Regions from separate parts of the Hordeum vulgare genome. Here region 2 is linked to region 1. Evidence: chromatin contacts called from public Hi-C data. All regions are on one chromosome and are shown on one strand. Each heading gives the region's core, a stretch centred on a gene start, on an enhancer-like site or on the middle of the called end of the contact. The rest is flanking DNA. Distances are from core to core; before and after follow the strand shown.

Region 1 (7,462 bases), core at 1,767-4,266:
GGAGCCGCCGCCGCCCCGGGAGCCGAAGCCGCCGCCGCCGGTAGCCGCCGCCCCGGGAGCCGCCGCCGTCCAGGCGCTAGATCTCCGCCGCCCCGGGAACCACCGCCGTCCAAGCGGTAGATCCCCGCCGCCACCTTCATCAAGGCCACACGCCAGTGTCGTGGCACCCTCTGGCAGCGGCGGAGGGGAGGGAGAGAGGGGGGGAAACGCGGCGGCGGTGCTAGGGTTGCCCCCGAGTCGCCGGGGGGGGGGGGGGGGGCGTAATGTGTTCTCACGCTCCCATCCTAACCCACCCCAAATGACCTTTGAAGGGGCTTGCGAAGGAATACTCTTCAGTTAGTTGCTCTAGTATTTTTAGATGTTAATGCATTTTTACAAACTTTGTCAAACTTAAATAAATTTGACTTGAAACAAACTCAGAACTTCAATTGATTGGGTTTTCGCGCGACCAGATTTGCGGATCGAATGGAATCCAGCTTCAAACTTTCAGCTAGCTAGGTAGCTAACGTAAGAATGGAACCGCTCGCTCACGCCAGGTCTAGTTCAGAGCTGTTCCGGTCCGAGCTTCCCGTCGAGCCGTCGCCATCTAGGCTATCAAGCATTCAAGCTTAGGCATTTTAACGGACTTTATGGGTTTATATATCTCTTTGCTAGGTAGCTCTACTGTTTGGCTTGCCTGTTCATGAATGATGGGGGGTCATGCAGAGGCATGGCCGGCCGCAAGTGGGCGCTTGTCGCCTGCGCCGTCGCGTCCGTCGGTCCTCGGTCGGCGTCACGAACGGGATCACACAAATACCATCGTCGGAGTACGTGCGCCGACGGTACTTGCGGCGGACACTTAGTGGCCGAGCAAAGCAGTGAGCTCGGCTGGCCGGCCGGAGAGAAGGGCTGTCGGCTGGCTTTGCTTGCAAGTCTCTGGACGGTAAAAGCTGTGCACGCGTGCATGGCTATTTTATATTGGCCGGTGGATTTTCTCTGGAATCCGCTTTGGTCATGAGCCCTGCCAATTTTCCACGCGCGCATGACCCACCCAGTTGATCAAGTGACCGAGCAAGACAAACGTACGTGCAGATTTGATTTGCAGCACGATATCGGATCAGAGATCAGCGTGCGCAGGAGTCAAAGATTCAGATCACGGGCTCCTGGCTGGTAGCTAGCATGCAAAAGTGGCGCCATCTGCACGAGTACTACGTACTCCGGGAAGAGGCCAGGCGAGGAATGCAATGGACGGACGGACTTGATCATTTGCAACTTGGGCGATGGCTAGCTCAAGTGGGCACTGACATTATAATCCACTGCGAGAAAACAAAGAGGAAGATCTAACGACGACGCCGGGAAGATCTTCCCTTGGAATAATCCACGGCAAGGTAGCCGGGGAGATCGCAGACGAAAGAGATCGAGATCGACGAGATAACCATGCATTGTTCACGGCACGCTGACGAACAGTATACATCGATGACTAAAGCAAGGCGATGCCCTCGTCGATCGGTCGCGGAGCAGCAGCAGGCGTGCGTGAGGCCACACGTACGTACAGTCCGACAGCGAAACCAGATGAAGAACGACAAAAGGTTTCCGGCCATGGGTGGAGACCTGGCCCGAAGAATATATCCGCACGTATTCGATCCCTACGTAGCTACGCCTTTCAGTTGCATGCGGGCCAAATATGAAACTCGCACGTGAGATTTCTCGGATTGTGATCTACTTTAGTCCTGGAAAAACTTTTGCAAACGGCCTGGAATCCAAATTTAATCCTTCCTGCTGGGCTGCTGCCGGTGTCCTTCCCAGATTGCACACACAAACCTTAATCGGCCAACGTAAAGTACAAGGAATTTCTTTTCCTCCTGTTTCTATAACAGATCGCTTTATGAAAGTGGAATGCTTGATGCGATTCCCTGCAGATAAGATCGTTCCTCTTGTGAACAAGCGCAGCAGCTTCGTCTAATATATATTGTTATCCCCTGTGGCAAATACTAACACTTGCAAGTTATACTAGTGGCCGAATAACTTTGGCTAATATTTGCATATGTGCTCCTGTTAACTTCTTGAGGGAATTCCATGGTAGGTATCGAGAAAGTAATTCCAGGGGTGGACGTGATCGGATCATGAGAGGTTATTACGCTACATGCTTAGATTCGTTATCAGATGACCACTTTGTTAGCCGCGCAAATTTCTTGGCGCGCACACACGCCTGCAACTTTTCAGCCGGCCATGACAAACTAGGGCTCATCAGGAATGGGAATCTGAAGGCGTGGCAATTGTAACCTCACAAAACGTTTAAAATGGGATCCCAACGAAACCGAACGAGCTTGATGTGTCTAGCAAGATATACGTATCTGTGGCCAATCTCATCATCTTATCCATGCACCAACCAGCCTAACTCTCTCGACGTCTCTCCTTTTTGAGAAATCAATGGTCGCCTCCGATGTCTGTGTGAGTCATGTGCAAGTCATCGGACGTATAAGAAGAAAAATAAAAGATGTGGCTGAACGAACGAAAAATAGGTGCTTAAAACAGACATGTCCAATCATTGATCGGCCGCGTCCACAAATGTTCATAAACGATCATATTTGATAAGTACTGCTCTCATACTACAATCTCGATCCATCGTCCAGGAAAGCTGGAAGAGAGACGGCCAAGGAGAGAAGAGCCGACTAAAAAAAATCAAGAGGAGAGGAGATCGGGTAGATAGAGGATCTCCGACCCATGCGTCGATCCCATGCAGTAGGCCAGTTCCCCCTCCAATAATGTATCCAAGTACAAAGGGTTACAGGGGATTTACAGGTTGGTTAGTTTTGGTTGAAGTTTAAAGGGTGAAAGGGCACACCCCATATAAATCAGGGAGGGAATGGTTAGTTGGCATCAAAGTATTCTAGTCAACCTGTAATTGCATGTAATCTTTAGTACGTTTAGCATTTTTGGTTCCCCTTCCGCCAGGACGGGACGCAGCTGTAGCTCCACAGTGACGCCACACCCTGTCGCCCGTGCACACGCGAAGGCCGTCGGTCGTGTGATCCAAGAAAATCGGACCCATCAATGAGCGAGCGAGATTACGACTGTACGGTGTATGATTGATACGGTGTCCTTTTGTCACTTAGCACTGATACTGTAGCGTTCATGTGCACGACGGGCGGCCATGCGTACTGCATCTGCATGTGCGTGTAGATATGTACAGCTTGGTTCCAGTGCTCCAGTGGAAACGTGAGATTCACAGTCGAACACACAGGGGTTGCTTTTTTTTTTTTTCAAGGCCAGTTTAAACACTGGAATTTTACCCACGACACAGCACTCGTTCTACTCGACGGTAAAGACTTGGCTTTAATCTTCTATTCGCTCCGTTTCAAAATAAATGACTTTACTTTATACTAACTTTATTAAAAAGTTAGTATAAATTAAAGTCATTTATTTTAGAACGGAGAAGTATTATAAATGATCATGATGCATCAATCAACAGGTTTTAAAAAGTTGCAGCGCAGCACTTGCCTGCCGGCTTGATTTGGCCCGATCGATCAACGTCCACCTGATGGACATGATTTCGTCGCTTCGAGCAATAGTTAGCACACCGGACCACCCAAATTATCAATCAGGACATGATCGATCAAGGAGGGTGGGATGAATTATTGGTGCTTCAGCCGAGCACCCACCCATGTGGGTTCACGGATGGGCATGACGATCATGACGTTTCTATCTCTTTTTTTTTTTTTTCTGTTTTTGGTTCCGGGCAACGATCATGGGCACGCCTATTGGGAATATCATATTTAGCGCCACATCCGTTGGTTATAGGCAAATTTTATTAACCGACGGCTGCTGCGCTTCTGCGATGGGCCGGCCCATCTAGATATCTTGTAAGTGTTTTAGTTCATGAATTTTTTTCTAAATCACTAACTTTTTTTAAATTAAAATCTTTTTAAAAAAACAATAATTTTTTTATAAAATCGGAGAAAATGCATGAACATATTTTAAAAATCGAAGAATTGTTTTTTAAAATGGATGAACTTTTTTAAAATGGACAAACTGTTTTTTCTAATTTTCTGAAATTTTTTAAAATCCATGAACAATTTAAATGTAGGCCAACTTTTTTCATGATCAATAATTATTTTTGCAAATCTTAAACTTTTAAAATTCAATAAAAAAATTTAATATTTTAATGGCCAACCACACTCTACATGGCCCGTCTCATAAGGAAAAACGCTACAAGCGTCAGTTCCTTAACTGGCGCTCAAGGCGCCACATAGAAGCTTCCTATTCCTCGCGTTACCTGAGATGTGAAATCACTAGTTAGCGAATACACCTTTCAACGGTTACTCTCATTTTCACAGGTTGCGACAAGTGGTGCACTGCATGCGTGCCACTTGTCGCAACCTAGGAATTTTCTTTTTTTTCATAGATCCATATTTTCAAAACGTTTTATCTCCTAAAACGTGCGTCCAAATCTCAAACCGTTTTCACTGTTGAATTTCTCGCGTTGAGATCTTAAAAATTAGATCCCATGTAAATAGGATTTGACAAACTTTTTTTTCAAGAAAAAAATCGGAAGAAATAAATAATGCCTCACGCGATAGAAAAAAAAACAAAAAATATATTATTTTTTTTCATTTTTGAGAGGCACATGTCGAGCCTCTCACGAAGGCATAACCGTTCCTCTCGCGGAAGCAAAACCGTAACTCTCGCGGAAAAAAAGAGTAGAAAACGCGTTTTTCCCCTTTTCGGGAGAGGCACACGCGTGCCTCTCGCGAAGACAAAACCGTGCCTTTCGCGAAAGCAAAACCGTGCCTCTCGTAAAAAAATAGAAAACACGTTTTTTCCCTTTCGGGAGAGGCACTCGCGAAGGCAAAACCGTGTCTCTCCCAAAAAAACTGAAAACGTGTTTTTCCCTTTCCGAGAGGCACGGGCAAGCCTCTAGTGAATGCAAACCCGTGCCTTTCGCGAAAGCAAAATCGTGCCTCTCAAAAAAAAAAGATATGTGTTTTTTTCTCTTTCTGAGAGGAACGGACGTGCCTCTCGCTAAGGCAAAACCGTTCCGCTCGCGAAAGCAAAACCATGCCTCTCGCAAAAAATTAGAAAACGTCTTTTTTGCGTTAAAAAAACAGAAAACACGGTCTTTTCACGAAAAAAATGAAATTTTTATCCCGTGCAAAAGTTACAAAAGACCGGTAAAAAACCGGAACACCAAAAAAATCCAGAAAAAAAACACTCTAAAAAGCCAAAAACACGTGAAAAAAATAAAAATAAAATCAAATATGAAGGGAACGTTCGGAGCGTGACACTCTAAAAAGCCAAAAACACGTGAGAATGCGTCAAGTGGCGGCGCGCGAGAGTGAATGCTGAGAGGCTTTGGAAGGAGTGCTTGCTAACTAGTTGCTCTTCCTCAGACGAAGGTGAACCATCATGTCTGTACGAGCCCGAGAGCCAGGCTAGCCACGTTGGTGGCCGTAGCCTTTTTTATTTATATTTTCTGTTTTTTCTTTTTTTTGCATCATATTTGTATGTTGCTAAATGCTGTATAATATCCGACATATATAAATTTCAAAAACACTTTTTAAAAAATGTTCATCAAGTATTTGAAAAATGTTGAATAGGTAATAAAAAGATATTAAACAAGGATTTGAAAAATGTTGAATGACTATTAATAATGTTGAATATATATATAAATATCTCCAACAGCCGCGCAAAAAGGGGCGCGTGCAGTAAACATCCATTTTAGCGCGCGCGGGACAGAATGGCGCACTCCAGCGACGGCGGAAAAACCGCGCGCACGGGAGCAGCTTGCGCGCGCGTGAAAAGGCGGCAGCTCGCACGCCATTTTTGCGGCGCCGCGTCCCACGCGCCTATAAAAGCGCAGCGCGCTGCTGCTCCCTCGCGACACCGCTCCGCTCTCTCTCTCTCCATCTGCCTCTCGCGCCGCCGCCGCCCCAGCGCGCCGCCCCCGATGCGCCACCATGCCGCCGCGCCGCCGTTCTGCGTCGGGCTACCGCGGCGTCCACCAGCGCCCCAACGGCGGGTTCTACGCCGAGATACGCTCCGGCGATCTCCGGCCTAGCCTCGGAACCTACGACACGGCACACGAGGCCGCCCACGCGTTCGACGCGGCGGCGTGGCGCCTAGGCAGGCCGTGCCGCCAAATGAACTTCCAGGACGTCCACACGCTCCAGCAGGCGTTAGACGTCGCCCCGCCGCCTCGTCTAAACTCCGCACAAGACCGTGCGGAGCACACTGCGCTGCAGCGCCGCCTCCTCGTCGCCCAGGAGGACGAGCGGGTCATGGCGGAGTGGCGTCGGCGCCACCCGGAGGACGTCGCCTACGAGCAGGAATATTGGGCAAGGCGCCGCGAGGAGGACACGCGCCGGCGCCGCGAGGAGCGGTTGGACAGGCGTCGGCGGAAGGCATTGGCGAGTGCGCAGGCCGACATCGTCAATGTAGGCGGGAGGTCCTTCTTTACTGAAGAAGATGAGCGTTGGTTGGACATGTGGCTGTCAACCTCTGACGACACCAACGACGATGATGATGGTGCAGATGATTGGAGCGACTGAGATTAGTTTTATGTTTTCGAACTATCTAGCACCGAACTATCTATCTATGTTTTCGAACTACCTATCTAGTTCCAATCTATGTAAAATAACTTTGTATCCTTTTCATTTTAATGCAATCTATTTATTAAAAACTGTTGTGCGCGCTGCATTTTTGGGCACTGCTGGAGCAGCGCGCGCGCTGCATTATAGCGTGGCTGTTGAAGCCAGCGCCTATCCCCGCGCTAAACCAGCCGAAGCGCGCGCGGCAAACGCATTTTTTAGACGCGGCGCATAGCGCGGCTGTTGAAGATGCTCTAAAGCGCATACGACTCAGCTGCACGCCGGCCCACAGATAGAGAAACATGGCATTGGTGTCAAAACAACATTCAGAATCCATACGCTCTATTGTCGGGAGCTCCTAATTGGCGCTGCAGGCGCTAGTTCCCCTAGCCGGCGCCCACACACTATCACCCGTGGGCTGGCCCATATAGAAGCGTTTGATCAAATCGCTGGTGGTTCGCTCCGGTCCGATGGTAGGCGGGTTCGCTCCTGTCAACCATTTATTCCATATGAAAAAATGAAAAAAAATAGTAAACAAAGATGTAAGTGAATTCAAAAAGTTTATGTATCTTAAACAAAAGTCTAAGAATTTTAAAAAAATCATCAAATTTGAAAGAAAAAAATCGTCCAATTGATAAAAACTTTACCAAATCTCATCGGATTTGAAAAATGTTCATCAAATATTAAAAATGTTCATTTTATTTGAAAAAAATTCTATCAACTTTGGAAAAACATTCATCAATTTGGAAATGGTTATCAATTTTTCGAAAGTTCAGCAAATTTTAAATAGAGTTTACAAAATTCAGAAAATGTTAATCAAATTCGAAAAAGTTCATCAAGATTGAAAAGCTGTTCATGGATTTCAAAAATAGGTAATTGCTTTTGAAAAAAGTTCA
Region 2 (7,462 bases), core at 2,206-4,705, 190 kb after region 1:
TTCAGTGTTTGGATGTTCTCCTTATCTTAGAAGTAATATAAGTGGAGGTATATAGTATTTTGAATTTCTCCATGGCTCATGGGTCAAATTCAGAATTATATGACGTATTATCTTTTGCTCTGGGAAAATGATAAAAGAATATCAGTGACATGCAGAGGAAATGTCAACTTTGCAAATTGAATTTTCATGCGACATAAGGGCATTTTTCTTCGGATTTGGAATTAGCTTGCTGTGTTCATTACTCATTGGCCCCACTTTAAAGTGAATTCATTTGTCGAGTGATTGATCATAGTATGTGTTTTCACTTTTATCTCTTGGCTTTGCCTAATGGCCCTGTTCAGCTATTATTTCGTGCTAGGCATGAAAGAAAATGTTACTCCCTCTGTAAATAACCTAAAATGTCTTATACGGAGTATTTGTTTACAGAGGGAGTACTATGAAATAGTTTGTTGTAGTTGATCTGATGTTAAACTGGTAAATTCTTTCAGCTAAGGACGTTCAGAGGGCACAAAAATGAGAAGAACTTCGTAGGACTATCTGTAAATAACGAATATATTGCTTGCGGGAGTGAAACAAATGAGGTTTTTGTTTACCACAAGGTAATTGCGAGCTTCTGACATGCTTTTTTTTCCTGTCACATGCTTCATATGCTGCGCTGTTGCTTAACTGAGCAGCTAGATCAATCTTTCTGTCGGTCTAACTTGAAGCCACTCCGCACCAATTGCAGGCTATCTCAAAACCTGCTTCCAGCCACAGGTTTCTATCCACGGACCTGGACGATGCCGAGGATGATCCCGGGTCTTATTTCATCAGCGCTGTCTGCTGGAAGAGCGATAGCCCTACTATGCTAACTGCTAACAGCCAGGGGACCATTAAGGTTCTCGTGCTCGCTCCTTGACTTGATGAGGGGAGACCTGTAGCTAGCTTGTATATCCTATGTATCCTGCCGTTTCATTGTTGTGCCATTATATGTCCCGAAGTGGGGGTGGAGGCATATCGATCTCCAGCGTAGGGCGCGAAATTTTTGTGAAGGTAATCGTCTGACGTAGAGGGTTCCACGGGCTCGGAATGTGCATAGTGGTGGTGATCCTGTTGTATAGGTGCAAAGCAGTCGGCTTGTCTATTATAGTACTACATACATCTGTAACGTGAGAAAATAAACCTTAAATAAAGAGTCCGGCTTGGTTTCTAAGTGACTGGCTTTCATACTGGAGTTTGGGAACACATGCCTTGCTGAGCTGAATTGCGTCCCGAATAAATATATGATGAAAACGTTGCCAATTCAGCTCAGTAATACAGTAGTACTGAATTTGGATTGGGAAATTTCTGTACTTGCATCACGTTGGTTTGCCACACTTCTTTTTGAAATGGTGGTTTATCACGCTTCTTTTTTGGTATGGTCGGCAGTATGGATCAAAACCACTGGTGTAGCTTCGAGGTTCAGAATGCTGGTGCTGCTTTTTTCTTTTCTTCTTCCATACGCCCTCCCAAACTTGGGAGCCGGGTTCCGTAAACAGAACAGAATAGCACATTTCAAAGCCTAAAGGTGATCAAAAGAGAGGTAAAACAGCGACAGTTGGACGGAGTGCCCCAAAACCGAAATGGTCTTGCTTGTCAGCTGCTTGCCATAGACCATAAGTCTTTCTTGCAAACTAAAAATAAATAAATAAATAAATCAACCATCACGAGGCTGCATTGCACCTCCCCCAGACCGGCCAAAAGGGTCTTAACTCAAAGGTTTTAGGAGTAGTAGACAAGTGGAACAATAATGGCAGAAATTCAGCGGCGTCTCTACAAACAAATGCGCTCAACAGTCAACAGCTTTGCTGCGGGCGCCAGCCGTGCGTGGATGCTTTCGCCCGTTTGGAAACTAGATCGATCGATTTGGTAGCGTCTGCTGTGCCGCGCAGCACATGCATTGCTCGCTCGCTCGCTCGCCATATTCATTTCGGTTCCGGATCAGTAGATGATCGATGATGACCATGACGTAGTAGTTGGCTTGCATTGTGCTACTAGCCGCTTCTATCCATCTACCGTACGTGGCATTCCATTCCTCGTGCGTGTGTGTTGCGTTGCGTTGCACTTGTGCACGCTTATTAGGTTGTTTCTATCTACCGTTAGCGCTTAGACGTGGCAAGCAGGACTCGATCCAGTGGTAAGGAGGAGTTGCACTTGTGCACACTTATTAGGTTGGTCCATTTGATAGTTTTGTTTAAAACAACGTGTCAATGCATGTATACCAGTACAATCTGAAACCCCGGCTCGGCTCCACAGGGGTCCAGCATGCATGTACGTACGTACACAGCTGGCTCACGTATAACGTACTTACTCAAGACTGGAAATAGCATGCATACAGATAACTGATGTCTCATACTGTACATCCAAGACTGACCAGGATCATCAAGGCTAATAATTATACAGACCCAACAATGGAGTAATTAACCAGCTAGAATAGACAGTCGATCGGTCCGATTAACATCACACTAGGTACTAGCAGATCGATTCACACATATGGCACTCGATCATATATATATAATGCATACTGGAGTAGTTGATCGATTCACACAAAGGAGTAGTGCATGATCCCTTCGCCTCCAAGGAGAAGGTCCATGAAGCTGAGGAGGTCGCCAGTTACGAAGACGGAGACGCTCCCGAAGCAGATCCCGAAGAGCCCTGGGTCGGCGGCGGCGAGGATGAGGGTGGCGCGGGCGTACATGTAGTGGCGGACGACGGTGAGCGCGAGCTGGAGGAGGGCGAGGGCGCGGCGGCGGCATGGGAGCCGCAGCGCCTGCGCCGCGACGGCCGACTCGAGCACCGCGCAGCAGACCATGGCGAGCCAGAGGGCCCTCCACTTGGCGGCCGCCGCCGCCGTCACCCCGACGCACGGCAGGATGAAGGAAGCCTGCATGCATGCATGCACTCAGACGGCCGGGATATATACCTACCAGTTTGGCGTGCGATGATCGGAAAGTCTAGCTAGCATCTTGCCTAGCAGTACTGCAGTAGACGACTAGACGGGTCATTAGGTTGGTACCTGGCTGCCGCAGAGGTGGAAGCTGTCGAGTACGTAGTCGGCCGCCGTGGCCAAGGCGAAGACGACGACGGTGCCGGCGGCCATGGAGAGCGCCCGTACGCTGGCCGGGTGGGCGGCGGCAGTCTTGTTGCCGTCCATGGTGGATGGAGCTAGGACGAGACCAACAACAAGGCATGCACAGGGTCAGTTGGTTCGCTTGTTGAATTCTCCGTCGGAGAAAGAAAAAGAAACGATCCGAGGAGGAGGGGACTCAGACTCACCTTCACCCGTCGAGATGGGATCCGAGGACGAACGCTTGGTCTTGGTGTGCTTCTACGTGAAGGCAGGGTCGAGGCGAGGTTTAGGGCAATGGCTCAAGGTGGGTGAGGCTGTTTAAGTAGAGCGAGCCCGTGAGGCCGTGATGCAAAGGCGAAGACGTGACGTGTCGAGCCGGACAGTGGACTGCCGGTGATGAGACGATCTCAGCCGCTGGCCATGGCCATGGGAAGCTGCGTGCGTCTACCTCTTTCAACTGGATGTACATACTAGGTAAGGACATGTGATGTGAGTGAAGCTCCACACAGGCGCGCGCACACACGCGCATTCAAGCATACGTGCACAAGAATAGAAGGTGGGGCTCCAAAGCTCTACTGCACGGTTTTGCCTTCCACAAACAAAAATAAAGCACCCACTGCAAAGACGTGTTGTCCTGCCCCCCGCGTTTAAAAGGACCCATTGAGCTGATCCCCCGCGTTTGTCCTGCCCCCGCGTGTGCTCTCGCTCGGGCGATTCGGGCGGGGACGAAACCCTAGCCGTCGGAGTCTTTCCTTCATTTCCTCCCTCCTTCCGCCGTCGTCGAAGGTGGCGGCCGCCTCCCTCTATCCTGTGACATGGGGATGGTGCGGAGCCACGCGACGTGAGGAGGCGCGGTCGATCAGGTCTTGGCGGCATGGCGGGCGTCCCTGCTTGACCAGGAGTGCACGTCGACCGGCTTTGTCTTGGTTGGTGATGGATGCGGGCCCGTCGGCCGGCCTTGCTTCGGGCAGCGGTTGCTACGTTGCACCGACGGCCGAATCTGTGACGACGGGTCATCTGACCTCGGATCGGTGGCGACGGCATGAAGGGCTTGGTGGACAGGTCAATGCCATGAGTGGTCTGGTCTCCAGACAGATCTGATCTGGCTGATGGAGTCTGCTTACTGCGCAGCGGCTCAAATCGGTGACGACCCATGCACATGATGCTTGATGAAGGTTCATCGAGCAGATCCCAATGAAAACCTCATTCTCAACGTGTTGCCAAGACTGGCGATGGCGGCACTCTTTTGTGTTGTTAACTTCTTGAAGGCATCGCCATGGAGAAGCTCCATACCGGTTGGCTGCCAGAATGAATGCAAAACATTGGATTTAATTGTAGGTGAGTATGATGATAATCATGAAGAGACTTTGAAAGATTACTATGTACATGAAGACACATCAATTTAGGTATAATGACAATACAGTGGTAATGGTAGATTGTTTTGTACCATGCGGCGTGTGCTCCTTTCGCTCGTTTTTCTTGGTTTTCATGCGACGGTGTGAAGGGCTACACAGTTATAAACTATAAGAGTCTTGAAAGGTGAGTATAAGCAGTAGTTTTTAAGAGTAAAATTGGCATGGTGTGTTTACGCGCATCATTACTGATGGTGATAACAACTGGTTTGTAGGCTGCATTGTTATGCTGAGGAAGTGATTCAGAAGGCCTTCTATCATCAATGGTTCAAATAACATTACAAATTTTTTGCAAGGAAATGTCTCGGTCGCTATTTTGCTCAACTATAGCCTTTCTTGATGCTATGTAGCAGCTACACGAGTAGGCACAGCGAGTAGCTCACTTAATTAGTAATGCTATGTAGCAGATCAAAACCAAATAGAGGATAAGAGGAGATGAAGCAACATGTGGTAGACATGACTAAATGTCCTAGAAGGGAGAAAATAAATGAAAAGAGTGTATAACAAGCACACTAGAGAGACGATGGGTCAACTATGCTTGTAATCAGTTTGTCGGCGGTGATCCTTGACTCACACTCCGTCGAAGGCGATCCTCGACTCAACCCACACCATAGTGGACTCATGAAGCCGCATGAAGATTTTCGCCAAAGCTCGACCACCTGCAATCAGACAACACAACTCCGACTCTGACGAAGAACTTTGAATGACAAATCCATGCACGAGTGGTGCCGCGAAAGATCACCAAACAGGCTACCTGCAACCAGTCATCGTACACCTCATGACCCCGTCGTGGGAGCTTCGATTCCACATAAACAAACATTGAAGCCATGGTCAACCTCCACCATGAGGGCCCACCACACCACCCCTGCCACCACCACCACCGAACATGCCACATGGCGACCGACGCAGCCACTCACACCCTGTGGATGCCGCCGCCGGCCCTCCTGTCACGTAGGTCAACAGGATCGTCGAAGCAGGGCCACTGCTTCATACCGAGCATCATGCCGACAAGTCACATAGGAGCGCCGCCCACGGCCATTGACCACCACGGTCCCTCGTCGTAGTCCATGCACCCGTCGGTGACAGCACAAGCAAACACCGGTTGAAGAGTCCTCAGGCACAAGCTACTCATTGAAGATTCGTTTTTGCAAAGGATTCTTCATTTTTATTGCTCTAATAGTGTCATCAATTCATACATAGATAGACACAAAAAAGGACAATAGGCTGCGCTCCCATGGCTGATTTGGCCATCACCGTCCGATCGACCACCTCCACTAGTATAGTATGTACCAGAATTCAAGAGAATTCCGACTCCCGCACTTTTCTATGCTAATAAGTTGCAGGATCATGCAACTACGTACGTAGGTCTACTACGCTATGTACAACCAAGTAGTACTACGTATTATCGTGCACGGCGGCCTCTGCTTAGAAGACGAGGCAATCCTTGTCGAGGTCGTACCCCATCTTCTCCAGTCCCGGGCGCACCGTGCACTCGAGCATCGCCGGAGGCCCACAGACGAGCGCGAGCGTCTCGCCGTCGCCGCCCAGAGGCAGGTGCTCCCTGAGCACCTGCTCGTCCACTCTCCCCACGCCGTATTCCCACGCGTCCTCCGGCCGACCCACCTTGCTCACCACGTACCACACCTTGAGCCGCGCGGGGTTCGCGGCCGCCCACCGGTCGATCTCCTCCCGCAGCAGCATGTCGTCCTCCGTGCGGTTCGCGTACACCAGGTGCATCTCCGTGGTGTCATCGGGCTGGTCCCTCAGCACGGCCTGGATCACCTGGTACACCGGCGTGATCCCCGTCCCGCCGGCAACCATGGCGAGCCGGCGCGCGAACCGGCGCTCGCCGCCCACCGTGAAGGCGCCGCGGCCGGCGTACTCGATGTGGCCCACGGGGCCCTTGATGTCGACGGGGGCACCGAGCGGCAGCGCGTCGAGGTACTGCGACATGAGCCCGCCGGCGGGGAACTTGGGATCCTCGTCCTTGAAGTATATCTTGATGAGCAGCTCCACGTGGCCAACCTCCTCGACGGAGCTGGTCGGCGTGTACGCGCGCATGCAGAGCTTGCCGCCGGTGGACGCGCACACGTACACGTGCTTGCCGACGGGCAGCCCGAGCTTCTGGTGAGGCGACGGCAGCGCGAACCTGAAGAGGCGCACGTTGTGGGACATGCTCTTCTTGTCCACGAGCCGGCACCGCACCTTCTCCCGCGGGTTGGCGAGCGCGACGGCGGAGGCCGGCAGCCGAGGCACGACGACAGCGGGGGCCTCGACGATGGCCGCGAGGTCGGCGTTGCTGCTCTGCGGCGAGTAGTCGTTGCCGGTGACGATGAGCTCGCCGACGCGGTACATCTCGAGGAGTCCGCGGGCCTTGGCGGAGTGGATGGCGTCGAACTCCTCGGTGCAGTCGGAGCCGGCGTTGATGAGGATGCTGTCGGCGCCGCCGGGGTGGTCCTTGAGGAAGCCGGTGCAGTCGTAGACGTGGCCGTGCACGACGATCCAGGCGGAGTCCTTGGAGGCGTGGCGGCGCACCTCGGACATGGTGAACTGGGCTGAGGCGGTGGACATGAAGGGCGTGGAGGTGCTCCGCTTGAGCGTGCCCTGCGTGGTCTCGGACGTCTCGATGTGCTTCTGGCGCGCCATCCAGCCGCCGGACTGGTTGCCCGGCTGCGTTGGGTGGTCGAAGACGAGGCCGATCTCGCCCTTGTGGGGGCGGCAGACGTTGATCTTGACCCGGAACCAGCAGTTGTTCATCATGCCCATGAGGTTCCAGATGAGGCGCTCCGGCTGGGTGTTGAGGGCCTCGTCCCACGCGCGGACGGCCATCTCCTTGCCGCCCAGCAGCTCCAGCACCTCAACCTCCACCGACCAGAAGCACCAGCACCAGTACTTGCCGTACTTGGTAGGACGCTCCGGGTGCTCCAGATCGCACACCTGCCACGTCTCGCCGCCGTCGAGG

The links. A called contact is a pair of places that touch in the nucleus more often than the background predicts.
Region 2: a Hi-C map of seedling shows a contact between it and region 1, with 2.0 times the contacts expected there. The contact joins the promoter of LOC123405735 here to the enhancer-like site in region 1. A contact is called at or near these places in 2 of 6 Hi-C or Micro-C datasets (leaf and seedling).

What each region holds. Positions count from the first base shown.
Region 1 is chr6H:520,999,850-521,007,311 of MorexV3_pseudomolecules_assembly, forward strand. No RefSeq gene overlaps it. Among protein-coding and RNA genes, the nearest start is that of LOC123404350, 34 kb to the left of the region's middle. Within about 2 kb of position 3,017, at least 3 of the 3 cell types and tissues checked have open chromatin away from gene starts, as enhancers often do. A contact at or near this core is called in leaf and seedling, where this site is marked.
Region 2 is chr6H:521,187,919-521,195,380 of MorexV3_pseudomolecules_assembly, forward strand. LOC123405735 reads right to left here and starts at 3,456. Exons shown (of 3, transcript XM_045099312.1): 1 at 3,295-3,456; 2 at 3,035-3,183; 3 at 2,561-2,902. The coding sequence starts at 3,172. The coding sequence ends at 2,561. It overlaps LOC123402650 (E3 ubiquitin-protein ligase COP1), which reads left to right. Exons shown (of 13, transcript XM_045096579.1): 12 at 489-599; 13 at 728-1,192. The coding sequence ends at 898. It overlaps LOC123404584 (nitrate reductase [NAD(P)H]), which reads right to left. Exons shown (of 3, transcript XM_045098524.1): 3 at 5,643-7,462. The coding sequence ends at 5,926.